2 separate regions of the Mus musculus genome follow, and region 1 is linked to region 2. Evidence: chromatin contacts called from public HiChIP or PLAC-seq data. All regions are on one chromosome and are shown on one strand. The core of a region is the stretch at or near the end of the contact, and the rest is flanking DNA. Distances in the headings are between cores, read along the strand shown. Region 1 holds the start of Prdm12 (PR domain containing 12). Region 2 overlaps Hmcn2 (hemicentin 2).

The links. HiChIP or PLAC-seq counts read pairs in DNA pulled down with a chosen protein or histone mark.
Region 1: an H3K4me3 HiChIP or PLAC-seq map of embryonic basal ganglia shows a contact between it and region 2, with 2.9 times the contacts expected there. The contact joins the promoter of Prdm12 here to the enhancer-like site in region 2. A contact is called at or near these places in 1 of 39 promoter capture datasets (hematopoietic stem and progenitor cells), 13 of 115 datasets of contacts at active chromatin or transcription factors (embryonic basal ganglia, embryonic forebrain, embryonic hindbrain and 8 more) and 3 of 9 other capture datasets (adipose tissue, liver and pancreatic islet).

Annotation. Positions count from the first base shown.
Region 1 is chr2:31,638,445-31,642,673 of GRCm38.p6, forward strand. Prdm12 (PR domain containing 12) reads left to right here and starts at 1,593. Exons shown (of 5, transcript NM_001123362.1): 1 at 1,593-1,877; 2 at 3,759-3,949. The coding sequence starts at 1,655.
Region 2 is chr2:31,457,766-31,462,192 of GRCm38.p6, forward strand. It overlaps Hmcn2 (hemicentin 2), which reads left to right. Exons shown (of 98, transcript NM_001370902.1): 95 at 1-288; 96 at 919-1,038; 97 at 1,316-1,442; 98 at 2,285-2,973. The coding sequence ends at 2,630. Among named protein-coding and RNA genes, the nearest start is that of Ass1, 10 kb to the right of the region's middle. Within about 2 kb of position 2,691, at least 137 of the 459 cell types and tissues checked have an H3K27ac peak or open chromatin away from gene starts, as enhancers often do. A contact at or near this core is called in embryonic basal ganglia, fetal liver and liver, where this site is marked.

The DNA.
Region 1 (4,229 bases), core at 343-2,842, 180 kb after region 2:
GCTGTTGAGTGAGGTGTGCCCAAAGCCGCTCCAACGTTTCTGGAGCTGAAGGTGTGGGGGCAGTCTTAAGGCTATCCAGGAGACTTCGGTGCACACAGGAAGCCGTGATCTTCCCGACTTAGCAACTGTTTCTGAAGAGGTGTGGAGCTGGCTCCCAGGTACCTTGGAAAGACTATACAGAATCCACTGGAGGAGGGGGAGAGCGGGAAGGGGGAAGGAAGGAAGAGAAAGGAGCCAGGAAAGAAAGAATCATCATTAAGAGACCAAAAAGAAAGAGGAACGTCTGGTGGCTTCCTAGGTTGAAATCCCAGTAGACTGATTCCAAAGCAGGGCCCAGCAGATGGCTTTGCCCTGGGCCGTCCGCAATTTCAGAGGCATTTTGGGTGTCTGCAATTCCCATCTTGCATTGCTCTAGGGTATTCCACAGATGTGAGTATCTGATGACCTTTCAATACTCCCCACCCCAACTTAGTACTCCTAGGGCTGGTAACCTTTCTATGGTAGGTGAGATCCAGCCCCGACGGCGACTCCTCAGCAGCCCTCTGTGCTGGTGACGGAAGTTTTACACTGGCTGTGCGCAGCGAGCAGAGCTCTTGGGGAGCCCGTTTAGGACGAAGCGCCCGCTTGGGTAGCGCTGCCAGCGCAAGAGATCTGCATCTCCCAAGCTGTCCGGGTTGCCACCGCAGCTTAAGGAGTGAAGCCTCTAAAGAGCAGAGGGTGTGGGACGAAGGAGAGGTGGGGATCGGACAGAGTACTGGGCTTGGTTAAGGAGATAGGCAAAGCACCGGCAGCTCTGGGAGTGGCCCGCAGAGCTAGGAAGGTGAAGGCCTAGCTTGGGATCCACAGTGATCAAGGATCTTGCTTAGCCCGGGTGAGCATGGGGACCCGCGGGGTTTGCAGCCATACGCCCCCTCTTTCTCAGTCTAGTCCCGGGAGTAAAGGCAAGCCTCGCTGCGCAGCATCCCCTACTTCAACACCCGTCCCCCCCCACCCCCCTTCCTCGCTCCGGGCCGCGAGTTGAGCCTCCCTCCCTGCCTGGAGCTTCCCACGGGGAGAAGAGGAGGAGGGGGAGGAGGAGGAAGGCTGGGGGGAGGGAGGAGCAGAGGGAGACTATTCTGAGCGGTCCGCACGCTGCCCCCGCCCCTCGCGCTGTCGGTGAAGGCTCCTTCGAGCCTGGCCGGGTACAAGTCTGTCCTTCGACGTCAGGGGGTCATTAATAACCAATTAGGAGGGTCACTGCAGCTCCTATAAAAGAGCTGAGATTTTGCTAAGGGGAGGACGGTCCTGGCTGGGTGTATAGAAGGCTAGTGGGAAACCGAGAGTCCTTGGTCGTTGTCTCTCTACAGCCACCCGCCGCCCACCCTTCCCGCACCCCTCCTGGTATCCACCCTTGTCTCCACCCGCGGACTTCCAGCCCTCCGTGCTGCCTCTGCCATCTCTGCAGATTTTGTGAATCTCCGGTTTGGCTCCCTGTCTTCCCAGCCATCTCTTGCCACGCACTCCCCAGTGCACCCTCCTCCTGCTCCTCTTCCTCCTCCTCCCTCGTGTTGTGTCACCCTCCTCTCCTTTCATTCCTTTGACCCCTCTTCGTTGCCCACCTCTCCGGAGTCCACCTAGCCGTCCTTCGGCGCCCGCGGCGAGCCCTCCGCCGCCCATGATGGGCTCTGTGCTCCCAGCTGAGGCCCTGGTGCTCAAAACAGGGCTGAAGGCTCCGGGGTTGGCGCTGGCAGAGGTCATCACCTCCGACATCCTGCACAGTTTCTTATATGGCCGATGGCGCAACGTGCTAGGCGAACAGCTGCTGGAAGACAAGAGCCACCACGCCAGCCCAAAAACGGCCTTCACGGCCGAGGTCCTGGCGCAGTCCTTCTCAGGAGGTGAGTGTGCCGTCGGGGCTCCACTCCTTCGCTCTTCCTGGCTACCCCCAATTCTCAGGTTAGCGGCACGGGTCCAGATGGGGAACACAGGGGCTGGGGCTGCCGCTCCCAGCCAGGATGCGCTCTCCCTAATCAGCGCACCTCAGTTTTTTCGTGGGTCCAACCTGGGTTGCAACGGCCTCATGGAAGCAGAGAAGAGGCATGTAGGAATGCAGGAGGCTCAGGGACCAGATCCCAACGACCGGAGCGACTTACCTCGGTCAGCCCGGGCTCTCCTGTGTCGTCTCTCCCCACCCCATCCTCCAGCCTGGAGCTGGCGGTTTCCTGGCATTAAAAGCCTTACTGGGCGTGTAATAGCAGTTGACTCAAAAAGAAGGGGTTTTAAATTCATTTGGTTAACTTGGGCTTGACCCGCGAAAGTTCCCACTTAAACCACAAACTTTAAAAGACAGCCGGGGCCGGGAAGGGGCGGAGGGCGGGCAGGCCGGAGAGAAAAAGCCGCAGAGAGCGAGGGAGAGAAAGAGAGCGAAGAAAGTTTCTTTTCTTTAAGATGTCTCAAGTTCTTATTCCTCATTCGTCACCCCGCAAACAATATCTTTCCCCAGCGCTGGCGTCTCTGAGCGACGCCCTCTCTTCCCCTTTAAGATCGCTGTTCCTCTCTTAATTTACCGTGAAGACTAATTCCACTTCCATTCACGCTATGTCAACCATCTAATCCTGCCTTTTTGTAAGGGGAATTCCTCGGCCCCTTTTAAACAAGTCCCCTCCGCATTGAGATACAATTTACTGCTACAGCTTTCTTCCAGGGCTAATGAATTTAGAATTAGCAATTTCTTTCGAATGGAACCGAATGAATGCGATCACTTTAACAGCGTGACAAATTGCCGGCCGCTCCGCAATGGACACCGTTTAACCCCCCCTTTCAGCCGGCCGGCTCGCCGGGTATTTTCCCAGGTAGCTTAGAGGGGAACCTTGTAAGACATGGAGGCCGCCCCTGTGTGCCTCAACGCTCCCACCCCTGCCGCAGAGGCCCCACCGGGGATCCTCTCGGGGTTAGGGACCGCTGGTTCTTCCTCGCCCATTAAAACGACTTCAGAGCTCGCCTGATCCGGGTGCCGCCCTTTCTGGCACTCTAGAACTTGGGAGGAGAGAGGTATACTGGCGTGCCAGGGAAGATCACGGGGGAGGGGTGTGTGTGTGTGTGTGTGTGTGTGTGTGTGTGTGTGTGTGTGTGTGTTGCCTCAGAGTTTAGTGAGTAGAAGCAAGTGTTTCTTTTGCGCGGGTGCCACCTTTCAAACTAGGGATCTGTCCCCAGTGCTGATCGAGTCCAGGAGACACGCAGTGAACTCAGAGTCACCGGCTGAAGAGCTAGGAACAAGACTTAGTGTCCCGGGTTGGACGATACCTCTTCACCAGACCCGGCCTCAGTTTCCCTGTCTGTAAACACAAAGTGGTTTCAGTAGTTCCTAAGTTTTTCCGCGATGGAAGACCGGTGAAGGTTGTGGATGTTTGGAGAATTTGTGGAAAGACTTTTAAATGAGCTCTAAAAGCTGGTGATGTAGCTCGGCGGTGGCGGAGCGTTTCATGCGCAAGGGTTTAGGTTCGATCCCCAGTAACTCTCCGCCCACAAGAAAAATAAAAGAACCATCATGCACCGCTTGCGTTTAGAGGGCACCGAGGGTCCTGGGTTGTAAAATGAGGTTGAACCTCTGCAAGTAGGCCTACAAAGCGCCATTGGAGAGATTTGCCACTGGAGAGAGTTGGGGCTGCTTGTGCTCGCAGGCGCGAAGCAGGGCAAGAAGCAGGGCAAGAGCGCATCCGGGATGGGAAGGGCAGGGCCATCTCTGCGCAGATATGACCGCCTTCCTCTAATCCTCGCAGAGGTGCAGAAGCTATCTAGCCTGGTGCTGCCGGTGGAAGTGATTATCGCTCAGAGTTCCATCCCAGGCGAGGGCCTTGGCATCTTCTCCAAGACGTGGATCAAGGCAGGCACGGAGATGGGCCCCTTCACTGGCCGCGTCATTGCCCCAGAGCATGTGGATATCTGCAAAAACAACAACCTCATGTGGGAGGTAGGCGGGAGCTTTGGAAAGGGATTCCAGTTGGCAGGTGGGTTGTATCCACTGGCGGCAGAAAGGAACTCTGTCTGGCCCCTGCCAGAGCTTCAGTTCTCCCTAGGAGCTGTAGATGCTGGAGTTTGTACATTCCCTGGGAGTAAGACTCCCAAGGCCTGGAGCTTTCTCTGCCAAAGGTTCTTTCTCTTTTACCTGTTTTGGGAAATGTCCGAGTGCTCTTGTTTCCAAGTCTCCCAAGCAAGGCGTTAGCCATACTTGTACCACCTCGCTGAGATCC
Region 2 (4,427 bases), core at 1,441-3,940:
GTGTCTACCAGTGTCAGAACCTCCAGGGCAGCTACCGATGCCTGTGCCCACCAGGCCAGACTCTCCTACGGGATGGCAGGACCTGTATCCCCCTGGAACGGAACCGTCAAAACATTACCATTGTCAGCCACCGGAGCCCATTTGGGCCCTGGCTGCGGTCTCGGGTACCCAGGCCCAGTAGTTCCTACCACACCTGGGTCTCCCTCCGGCCTGGTTCTGGGGCCCTGAATAGTGTGGGCCGGGCCTGGTGCCCACCTGGCTTCATAAGGCAGGATGGCGTGTGTGCAGGTAAGGCAGGCCTTAGGCACACACACTGTGGTCCTGGGCTCTTAGGCTGGGCGTGGATCTGGGCAAACTCAGAAACCCAGCACTCACGGGCAAAGTGGGGTGGAGGCAGGGGAAATTCTGCAAGTGAGGGGCAGCACTGTGGCTGTGCGGATGGACAAAGGGGATCCCAAGAGAGAGACTGGGGTGATATTCAAACCGTTTGTCTTTGGGATGTTTTTAGGAGGCCCTCCTAAAATGATGCCTGAGGAACCTCCTGCCCCCCACTCCATTAAGAAACACTGCTCTTGAGGGAGGGAAGTTTGCGGGGCTGTGAAAGAATATTCCAGTTAGGCACAAAGCTATAAAGAGGGACTGTAGGAGCAGAGGGTACAGGTCTGTAACCTGTGGACCCTGTGGAAGCTGGGCTGGCTGCAGAGGGGATGGACTCTGTCAGTAGAGTGGCCCCTGTTCTTGCCTTGGTGATGGCTCCCACTCTTCACCAGCCAGAGACTCCTCCTGCAGCAGGCCTGGGTGAAGCAGGCAGGGGAGGGGTTGCCTGGAGCAGAGAGCTTCCCTGACCGGTCTCAGAGCACATGGCCATCCGGCAATCTGACTCAGCATCTCTCTGCCCTCTGTCCCCACCTGGACCAGACCTTGATGAGTGCCGTGTTAGGAGCCTGTGTCAGCATGCCTGCCAAAACACAGAGGGTAGCTACTATTGCCTGTGCCCCTCTGGCTACCGCCTCCTTCCCAGCGGGAAGAACTGCCAGGGTGAGCCAGCCAGAGCCAATCCACACCTCTCCCAGGATTAGGGACACACAAGTTCTGCTGTGTGTCCCTGGGCTATTCCATCTGAACCTTACCCATGATAGGAGGAAGTCCCTCCAAGCCATCCCCTCCAAGACATGCCCCTGGGAGATGGAGAGGTGTTGGGGAGGGTCTCTCCTTGGGGCTCTGCCTCAGAAAGCTGGTCTCTTTCACACGGCCTCCTCTGGTCTCCCTCTCCCCTGTTCTATCTTCCCATCTCCTACCGCACCCTACCGCCCAGACATCAACGAGTGTGAGGAAGATGGCATCGAGTGTGGGCCTGGCCAGATGTGCTTCAACACCCGAGGCAGCTTCCAGTGTGTAGACACGCCCTGTCCTACCACCTACCGGCAGGGCTCCAGCCCCGGGTAAGGAGGGGCCAAGCTGTCGGAGGTACAGGGGCGGGCACATGAGTACAGGGCTTTTTCTCCAGCTTGCCCATGCCTGGACACCCACACACACACACACACACACCCACACACACACACACACACACACACACACACACACACACACACATTCAGGAAGGCACCTCAAGGCAAGGGGAAGTTGCCCTGCCAGACATCCTGGGCCAGAGCTACGTGCTGGGACACCTGGGACACCTGTACCCAAGCAGGGACAAACTTGGCTCCATGCCACTACATGGTGTGTGCTCTCTGGGACACCCCTCCCCTGTACAAACATAACCTCAGACAGAAAGCACCTCCAAACATAGGAATTGGGGAACTCTCACAAACTCCAGGACTCAGCACACTATGTTCATTAAGAGGCACCAGGACCTCAGGACCTAGGGAAGGCTTCTGGACCAGACCTTACAAAGGGGAGTGAAGCAGGCGGTGGGGGAGACTCTGACAAGGCTGAACAAGAGTCTTTGAACCTCTCCTGCCCCTGGGAGTGCAGACATATGACTCAGTCCCTAGGCTCCTCACTTCTAGGCCCCTCTCAGTGAACCTAAGCGTCTGAGTTTTATCGTGTTGTGTGTTTGCTGAGCTACCCTGGGCTTTGGGCAAGGAAAGGAAAAGAGGTGGGGGGCGGGGGGAAGACATGCTAAAGGGGAGGAAAACCTCTGTTTGGCTTCTCTGGGCCTCAGTTTGTGGATCTCTGAAATGAACTAACAGGGGCATATGCAGGCAAGGTATTTGGGGAGCTTGGGGATGAGCTGGGGGTGCACCGGATGGCGGCCCAACGAGCTTGTCTGTGTCACCCTCAGGACCTGCTTCCGCCGCTGCTCTCAGGACTGCAGCGCCAGCGGCCCGTCTACACTGCAGTACCGCCTGCTGCCGCTGCCCCTCGGCGTGCGCGCCCACCACGACGTGGCCCGCCTGGCCGCCTTCTCCGAGGCTGGCATCCCTGCCAACCGCACGGAGCTCACCGTGCTGGAGCCCGACCCACGCAGCCCCTTCGCTCTCCGCCAGCTACGCGCTGGACAAGGCGCGGTCTACACCCGCAGAGCGCTCACCCGCGCCGGGCTCTACCGCTTGACTGTGCGCGCAGCGGCACCCCGCCACCAGAGCGTCTACATCCTGCTAATCGCAGTGTCGCCTTACCCGTACTGAGGCCAGAGCTGCAGATCCACCCTGACCTCGCAGAGAGGAACAGAGTGGCCCTTGCCCATGACACCTACAGTGACAGAGAACATCCTCTTCTCCCGCCCCCGTGCGTCAGTGAGATCTTTGGTAAACACTGCTGTGCGCAGAGCCTTGACCCCAGGGCAGAGACCGCTGCCCCTTTGATGGCAAAGCCAATGGGTCAGGCCTGAGTCCCGTCTTTCCTCAGATCTCAGCGGGGAGCTGGGCAAGATCTCAGTGGTCCAGGACAGACCCAGTAGGGGTGGAAGCGACTGGCACTGTCCTGACCACATGGAATGTGTATAGTATAAAAAAAATTTTTTTTTACTGACTTGATGTCTTTGCTGAGTTATTTTATCTTACTGAGGAGGGGCCTGGGAGGAGCCTGGGAGGGACCAGTGCTGCTATGATCTGAGCTGCTGGGTCAGCAGACCTACATCCTTAGGAATCATAAGGCTCTGTCCCTGGCTAGGATGTTTGGTGTAAAACAGAGCAGTAAGGCAGAATCGTCTTTCGTCCCCGTAGTGATGCGGGAGAATTACTGAGAACTAAATGTTCTTCATAGACACCGACGGGTGGTACCAAAACCACTGTATATTAATTCTCAAGAACAATTTAAAATTGCCAGGGATGGTGGCACACACCCTTAATCTCAGTACTAGAGAAGTAGAGGCAGCAGAGTCCAGAGTTTAAGGTCATCGTGGCTGATAGCCAGCTCCAGATTAGCCAGGACTACAAGAGGCCCTGCCTCAAAACGATAGCACAAGAACCCTGCTTCCTAGTGCCTGCTGCCCTTCTGTTTCTCCCTTGGCCCTTGTCTAAGTGGCAGGCACACCAGTGACTCTATTTCTTGGTTATTGGTGAATCTTGCCACTAGAACATGAGGCCTTGAGCCCCAGGTTGGTTTTACAGTTTCTTCTGGCTGGCGCCTAAAGAGGGCTCCCTTTATCTTTGGCCAGTGGGTGAATGAATTAGCTTACTTAAAAAATGAAAACTTTAAAAAAATGTAAAATAAATAAATAAATAAATAAAATTTTAAAAAAAAAGAAAACTTAGAAATGTTCATTGCAAAAGGACTAGGTGATTTTATGTCTGTGGGATGTTACAGGGACCAGCTGAGGACTTGACATCATTGGGAAATGTGCTTGCCTAGCGAATGCAAGCTTGATCCCTGCAACCCCTGTACTGGCATGGGGGCCCCAGCTTGTAACACCAGCACTGAGGAGACAGAGGCAGGTCGATCCTTGCCAGTCAAGTGAGTGCTCCCATGGCTGGGAGAGGCTCTGTTTCAAAGATTAGAAAAGTGCTTGCCATCCATAGCCTGAGTTTGGTCTCTAGATCCCAGGGTAGGAGGAGAGAACCCACCCCAAGAGATGTCCTCTGAACTGTGCAGAGGCGCCATGACACCCAAACACCCCTCCCAAATAATAATAATAATAATAATAATAGCAATAATAATATTTAAAAAGTGGACAGTGTCCCCAGGGAATACCCATGTTTGCACACATACAAACATGCACATATGTATGCAAGGCAGATGCATGGGAGTGGAAGAGGGGCAGGAAATGGGGCAGCGTAAGGTAAAAGAAATAGAGATATGGTTAGATATGAGATATAAATGCCAGAGAGCTGGGGCAGTATCTAACAGGATTGGGACTGAGTAGATTCCAGATGCTCTTACCCCCTCCCGAGAGAGAGAGAGAGAGAGAGAGAGAGAGAGAGAGAGAGAGAGATCATTATATATAAACCCAGTCAGCCTCCATATCGAATGGAGCTAAGCTGCAA